Regions from separate parts of the Mus musculus genome. Here region 2 is linked to region 1. The links are chromatin contacts, called in public promoter capture Hi-C maps. All regions are on one chromosome and are shown on one strand. Each heading gives the region's core, a stretch centred on a gene start, on an enhancer-like site or on the middle of the called end of the contact. The rest is flanking DNA. Distances are from core to core; before and after follow the strand shown.

The links. Promoter capture Hi-C pulls out the DNA fragments that hold promoters and counts their contacts.
Region 2: a contact with region 1 is called in a promoter capture Hi-C map of hippocampal neurons, with 3 times the contacts expected there. The contact joins the promoter of Raver2 here to the promoter of Atg4c in region 1. A contact is called at or near these places in 2 of 39 promoter capture datasets (cranial neural crest and hippocampal neurons).

What each region holds. Positions count from the first base shown.
Region 1 is chr4:99,192,035-99,195,221 of GRCm38.p6, forward strand. Atg4c (autophagy related 4C, cysteine peptidase) reads left to right here and starts at 1,900. Exons shown (of 11, transcript NM_175029.3): 1 at 1,900-2,418.
Region 2 is chr4:101,067,208-101,070,613 of GRCm38.p6, forward strand. Raver2 (ribonucleoprotein, PTB-binding 2) reads left to right here and starts at 1,831. Exons shown (of 12, transcript NM_183024.1): 1 at 1,831-2,122. The coding sequence starts at 1,907. Gm35956 (a long non-coding RNA gene) reads left to right here and starts at 2,130. Exons shown (of 2, transcript XR_867959.2): 1 at 2,130-3,406.

The DNA.
Region 1 (3,187 bases), core at 650-3,149:
GTTACATAAATTATGTACTTTTAAACCCCTCTTCCTTTACACAATTGAACATTAAAACTGCTTTAGAACCATGTCTACCAGAAATGAAGCATATTTCAAAAGCTTCCTTAATATCACTGTAACTTAGTGTTTATTTACCACAAACACCAGTGAATCCCATTCCCCCTAACTATAGTTCATCAGCATTCCCACCCAGTCACTACTGGAAATGTTCTCTCCCACTGCAATTCCAGTTTGGTGCATGAGTATGAAAAGCAGCAGACTCTTTTCCATGATCATAGATTTTAAATATTTACTTGCTTGTACTGCATAATTTAGCACACTGGAGTCGGAAAGGGGTTTATATGGTAGTGGATTCCTTGCCAGTGTTAGAGAATAGAAAGTCCCTCTGTGACTCCCTTGTGAGACTGTAAAAATGTAAGGCATTACCGTTTCCTTTTCTAACCAATTAAAAAGTTTGTTTTACCATAAATCTGCAGAAAGCCTCTGCTTGTGGTATACATATAATATACCATACTTTTCTATAGTTAGCATATAAATCCAAGCCTCGGTTCTCATGGTTTGTTAATATAGTATGACAAAAAATTAAAATACAGCCATTCTGGTAGCACATGTGTGATGGTAAATCTCGGTGGTCAGTTTGACTACATCTAGAATTAATTCAGACCAAAGCTGCTGGGTACTGTAGTGAGGAGTTTTCTTAATCAGATTATTTGAAGAAGAAAGACCCACTCTAAATTTAGACCACATTTTTTTGGTAGCAGTCCAAATAAAAAAAAGGAAGGAAACTGTTCTACATCCATTTGCCCCACCTTTGCTGGCAAGTTTATTTGTCCAGTTGCTGCCAGTACTAAATCCAATTTCTTTGGAATTGAAATGAAGACAGTGCTCCAGGAATCTTCCAGGATCCAAGTGCCAGAATGGGATTTCTGAGACCTGTAGCCTCATGGACCAATTACCAGAGTCTTGGCCTTTTCAGTGTGAGACAGCCATTGTTGAACTACCTGGACCACATCCTGTAAGCAAGTCTAATATACACTCCTCTTATCAGTTCTGCTTCTTAGAGAACCCTCATACAAGTCCTTATAGAAGTTATGAGAAGGACAGCTTGTGAGATCTGTGCTATCTCCTCTCCAAGTCATCAGAAAGTGTTCTGCATTTCAAAATATGAAACAAACTATCCAAGCAGACAAAGGAGCAGATACCTTGTTATCTATGCTAATAAATGACCCTCTTGTTGTCTTGTTATACCCCTGTCCGGCCCATGTGACTGGTGAATAAATTGCTCTAGTAATTAATTCTAGGCAACTGTTTTCATGAGACTAACATGAAATAACTTTCCCAGCGTCCTAGCACAGATCTCTTATTCCAACACTAGGGGATTGAGAGAAGATAATGAGTTCTGGGTCAGTCTGGCTGTATTGCAAGTCCCTATCTTCAAATAAAACGCCACTCAATTCTAATCGTGAAACAGTTAAAATTCAAAGAACATATTTTGTATTCCAGAAGGCGTTCATTCTCTCGATGTTTAACTGTTTAACTGTCTGGTAGCAGAGATTGTTGATTTTTTTCCCCCTTGTAGTTTCTGCTCTTATTTCTTATGTATTGCTCCAACAGTCTGCGTTACTGAAAACAATATATTAGTAGAATTACATGTTGACATCATTTAGTATATCTCTCCCGATTTTTTTTTTAAAGGCAGGTCCTGTACTGTAATTCTTAACATGAATCTGAATGTGAAAACTGAATGCTCCACCAGGATGTAATCAATACCCCATACCACAGCTTGCCTTGGAGTAGACAGACTGTTAGTCTTTTAATCCAAGTGGGCTTGGTTTTAAGGACCCAGAGCTCTGTGCATGCTGGATCTTGTAGTCCCGAAACCGCAGACGCTCACCGTGCGTGGCGGGTAGTAGCTGAAGTCCAGTAGTTACAGTTACGAGGGACAGCTGTAAATCTAACTTGGGCCTGCCCCTCACAAATGAACTGCTCTAGGCTCTGAGCTTGCAGCCCGGGAGCTTAGGGTCTCCGACAGGGCTTCCTGCAGGACCGCGGCCTGCGGAGGCTTCGGTGTGCTGTGCTACGGTGGCCGCGCGGGGCCGCGGGCCGCACGTCCTGCGGTGCGTACGCGCTGTTCGGAGCGGCTGCTGGAGCCGACGCGCGTCTGGTGTGGGGACTCCTGCGCGGCTGTACAGTTATCCAGTCCCGTGTCGCCGAGGGGTCGGCTCGAGGCTGGCGGAGTGGAGAAGGTTGGAGCTTGGTGTTTGTAGTCTACGAATGGCCGGTTCTGGGGGCGGCCCTGCCCTTGGTGCAGACCCGTGGCCAACCGTCTGGGTTCCTGGAGGGTTTTGGAGCCTCTCTCGATTCTGCTTCCTCCTGAGGGTTATCTTCTGACGACTCCTCCTCGCCCTTTGAACTGTAAGCCTTCCAGTGGCCGGCTGTTCTACCCTTCTTGACCAGGAAAGGTTTTCTCCCTAGCCGCCGTATCCCATTGACTCTTCCTTGTTTCTCTTCATTTAAAACAAAAAGAGTGTATGTGTGGGAAATGTTAGATCTCAATCTGTCCGTCTGTAGCCCCGTTGCCCCTTTCGTTGTTTGAAACCGCAATCTGTAGCATTATATACCCTGGCTGTGCTAATAACGCTGACTTCATAGACCGGCTTTTGCTCATTCTCACATGCCCACCCACATCTGAGGGTTATTGAAGTTGGAAACTCAGACTACAATCTTCCGTGCGATGACCCGACATCACTGGGTCAGCTCAGCATAACTCTGCTTGAGTTTATTTTCTTAGGGTTTTTGTCGTATATTTTTGTTATCTTTATTGATTACTTTTCCACACGAGGTTCATTGCGACCTCGGGGCTAAGACTGTATTATTTTATAGCTTTTTAATCTTTGAATTACTTAGGTGAAGATTTCCTTCTGTTTGTTTACCTTTTCTGACCTTACATTCCCTTGGGAGTTTGGAATTGATTTTGTGTCAGTTGATAGCAGATAGACACAAAGGAGTGATCTTTCCTGCCTGCTGCTTGTGGCTTTTAATTAGATTATGAGTCTTTGGAAGTGCCCAGAGGGATTGGAAAGGTTTTGAAATGTATTTTCGGAGTTTCAAATGATAAAGCTTTTATTTTTCCAACTAGGGAAGAGTTCTAATTAGTCTAGTGTCTGAAGCTAATTAACTGGTT
Region 2 (3,406 bases), core at 581-3,080, 1.9 Mb after region 1:
GCACTCACTGTTCTCTGCTTCTGCTTGTGGATGCCTTGTGAGCAGCTGCTTCAAGCTTCTGTTACATTGACCTCTCTGCTAGGGTGACTCTGTCCTTGAATGGTGGACTGAAATAAGCCTCTTCTCCCTTAATTTGCTTTGGTTGGAGATTTTGTTTTGTTTTTAAATCAGAGCAACATGAAAAAAAAAATAAGCTGACATGTTTATAAGGTGTACTTCCCATTATCAGTTAAAAAACGACCTGCGGCGGTACTGGGTGCATTTACAGCTTTTGCCAACCGTCACCTCTCTATAGTTCCAGAACATGTCTATTGCTTCACGGGGACATGTGAGCCAGTGGAGCCATTGCGTTCCATGGCCTGCTCTGCTCAACCCTTGCCTAGCTCTTGGTTTTGCTCTGTGGATTTACCTGATGAGAAGAATCACACAGTGAGTGACTGTCGTCTCTATCTTCTTTCACCTAATGATCTGGAGGTTCACCTACCTTTTGGCAGCCTTCGCCTTCCTTTTATAGCTGAACAATATTCCACTGTGGGTACAGACTGTAATAGGCCTATTGGATCTTCTCTCTGTGTCTAGGGAATAGGGTTGTAAATACTGGGGCACCGCCCTCACTCATGTTAATGATGTAAGTATTCTAGAACAGTCTGAGGACTATTAACCGTAATTTTGGGGTAGAGTGATTACAGATGACTTATTTTTATAATATTTAGAACATTGAGCCTAATCACACCAGCTTCCATTTCTTCATGTGTAATGGGAAGAAAATAAGCTTTGCCTAATTGGATTTTTTTTAAAGGGAAGCACTGTAACATACTTAGAAATATGTGGGTGGCACCTGCTCAGTACTGAATTTATGATTTTATTCATTTGATGTGTGTGTGTGTTTCTCTGGAAGCCAGAAAAGTGCATTGGATCCGCTGGAGGCAGAGTTACAGGTAGTTGTGAGCCATCTGACTTGGGTACTCGAATTAGTACTGTGGTCCTCTGCAAGAGCAGCAAGTGCCCTAAAGCGATACGCCATCTCTCCAGCCCTTTCATGATATTTAAAGCATTTTCCTTTAACAGATCACTTGCTGGGTTAAACAGGCTTTTTTTTTTTTTTTTTTTTTTTTGTGCATTTTCATGGGGCACACTTAAGTAAGGTGTGTGTTCCTATTTGCTAATAGTCATTACAGCTGGTGAGAGTTGAAGGGTATTTATTATATTTTGTAGATCTCACTTTAACTAGGTATATCTTTCCACAGTATGTCTCCTTCCAAGTTTCAATTCAAATAATCAAGGAACTTATTCCCCTGCCTTCTGCCGAAGCTGTCCTAGTCTTTGTTTCAGCTTTGATTTGTGTTGCAAATACAACTAGCCAGGTTGTCATCTTAGGCCGCAAAGGGACCGATGAAAGATAATGATTTCTTATACACAACCAGGAAAATTTGTTATGCTCAGGTCTTACTAAATAATACCAAACCTTCCCCCAGAATATTTTTAGATAAATCTCATATGTTATTTTTCATCGAAAACTTAACTTTGCCAAATGCGCACTTCTTGATGTGTCAGAATTGAGGCCAGGAGTTCTCTGGCCTGCGCAGTGGCGCCTGAGGCCCTCGGATTTGAGAGGCGAGGCCGAGCGCGGCGAGCTAGGGGTAGTGTTGGTAGGGGTTCGAGTCCCACCATGTTACCGCGTCCTAGATTCCGCAGGTGTCCTGCAGGGGGAGGGGGCGGAGCGTCGGGGGCGTGGCTGGATAGGGCGTGTCTCCGGGCTCCGCCCCTCCCGCGTCGGCGGCTGCGGCGCCTCCCCCGCCCGCGCGCCCTTGCTCCGCGTCCGGCCCGCCTCGCCCCCGCGCGGCCTCTCCGCTTTCTCTCCCGCTTCGCTCCGGCCTCTCCGAGTCTGCAGCGGGGCGCCGGGAAGATGGCGGCGCGGGGAGGCGGCGCGGGGGGCGCGGGCTCGGGATCCGGACCCTCTGCTGGGACGGCGGGGGAGGCCGCGGAGCCCGCGCTGCGCCCGGGGGAGGTGGCTGCGCTGCACCCCCAGGAGGTGGCTGCACGGCTGCAGCGGATGCGACGGGAGCTGAGCAACCGGCGGAAAATCCTAGTGAAAAACCTGCCCCAGGACAGCAGCTCCCAGGTATGGGCACCGGGCCGGGGTGACCGGGGCGGGTTTGGGGACACCGCAAAACCGGAGGAGACCGTAATGGTCCCGGCGCCTAGGAGAGAAGGAGGTATGCGCACCGAGCCCAGAGCCCTTTGCCTCGACGAAGCCTTTCTGCAGCCAGCGAGAGCAGCGTGTTGGGAAACTGAGGCTGGGCAAGGCGGAGCGGCTCGTGCAAGGTCAGGGGGTTCTGGGGCGGATGCTGCCACGTCTGGTCTGTACTTTGTGTTCCCTCCAGCCCAAGGCGGTGTTGAAGGTGAAGGCGCGTGGTGGGGAGCTGAGGAGCTCAGATTTAGGGGGCTGGCTTCCGGAGCCCCTCGAGAAGGGAAGGGGTCCCGCGTAGGGTGTTGGGGACTTGGATTGCCACGGGGGCGGGGTCACGGGAAAGCTGGGCGAGTTCTTCTGCAGAAGCACTTGACCAAGTTTGTATGAAACAACTTTGCTCCGCTTGTTAAGGCCGCAGAGAGCAGAGGCTGATACTGCGCCGGCAGTCTTGCAGCCTTCTGCCAAACCAAGTATGGCAGGATTTGTTTCTGTGCTTGCGCGGAGTTTAAAGCTAAGCAGCTCGCAGTCTTTAATCCAGATTAACTGTTGCTTCTTGGATTAGAAAGCCCGAGTCGACTTAACTTCTTTTTTTTTTTTTCCCTGATTGCGAAAGTTAAAATCTTATTGTAGGAGCGCTAGAGAATTTGAAGGATTTTCTCGGGATTCATATTCATTCATTCTCATTCATAGCCCTCCCCATTTTTTTCTCTCTGTTTTTCCCTCTTTTCCTCTCCTTTCTTTCTTTGAGACAGCGTGCCAAGTATCCCCAGGCAGGCCTTGAATTTCTGATCCTCCTTTCTCCACCTACCATGTGCTAGGATTTCAGGTGTGTACCACAGGCTCGGCGCAACAGTCCTGCATGCATGAGAGAGTGTGTGTTTATTACTCCCAAGACTTCATGAATGCATGCAACACTCTACCAACTGAACTATAACCATGTTGTCTTTCTTCCTTTTCTTGTGCACAAGTATGCACATGCATTTGTTTTTGTTTTTTATCAAAAACATGAAACAATGTAGCATTCTTTAGGTTTCCTACAGTTTTCCTGAAGATGCTTGTACGTTGCATGTATAGGTATTTGGTGTAAACTAGATCTGCCTTGATAGGTCGGACCACGGAAGGAATTTCATAAACCCACCCTATTCTGTTATGAAATTCCTCATACAGAGTTCATACAGAGTTGCAAGAGGACTGGTTAGTGACAGTTGCATGTTC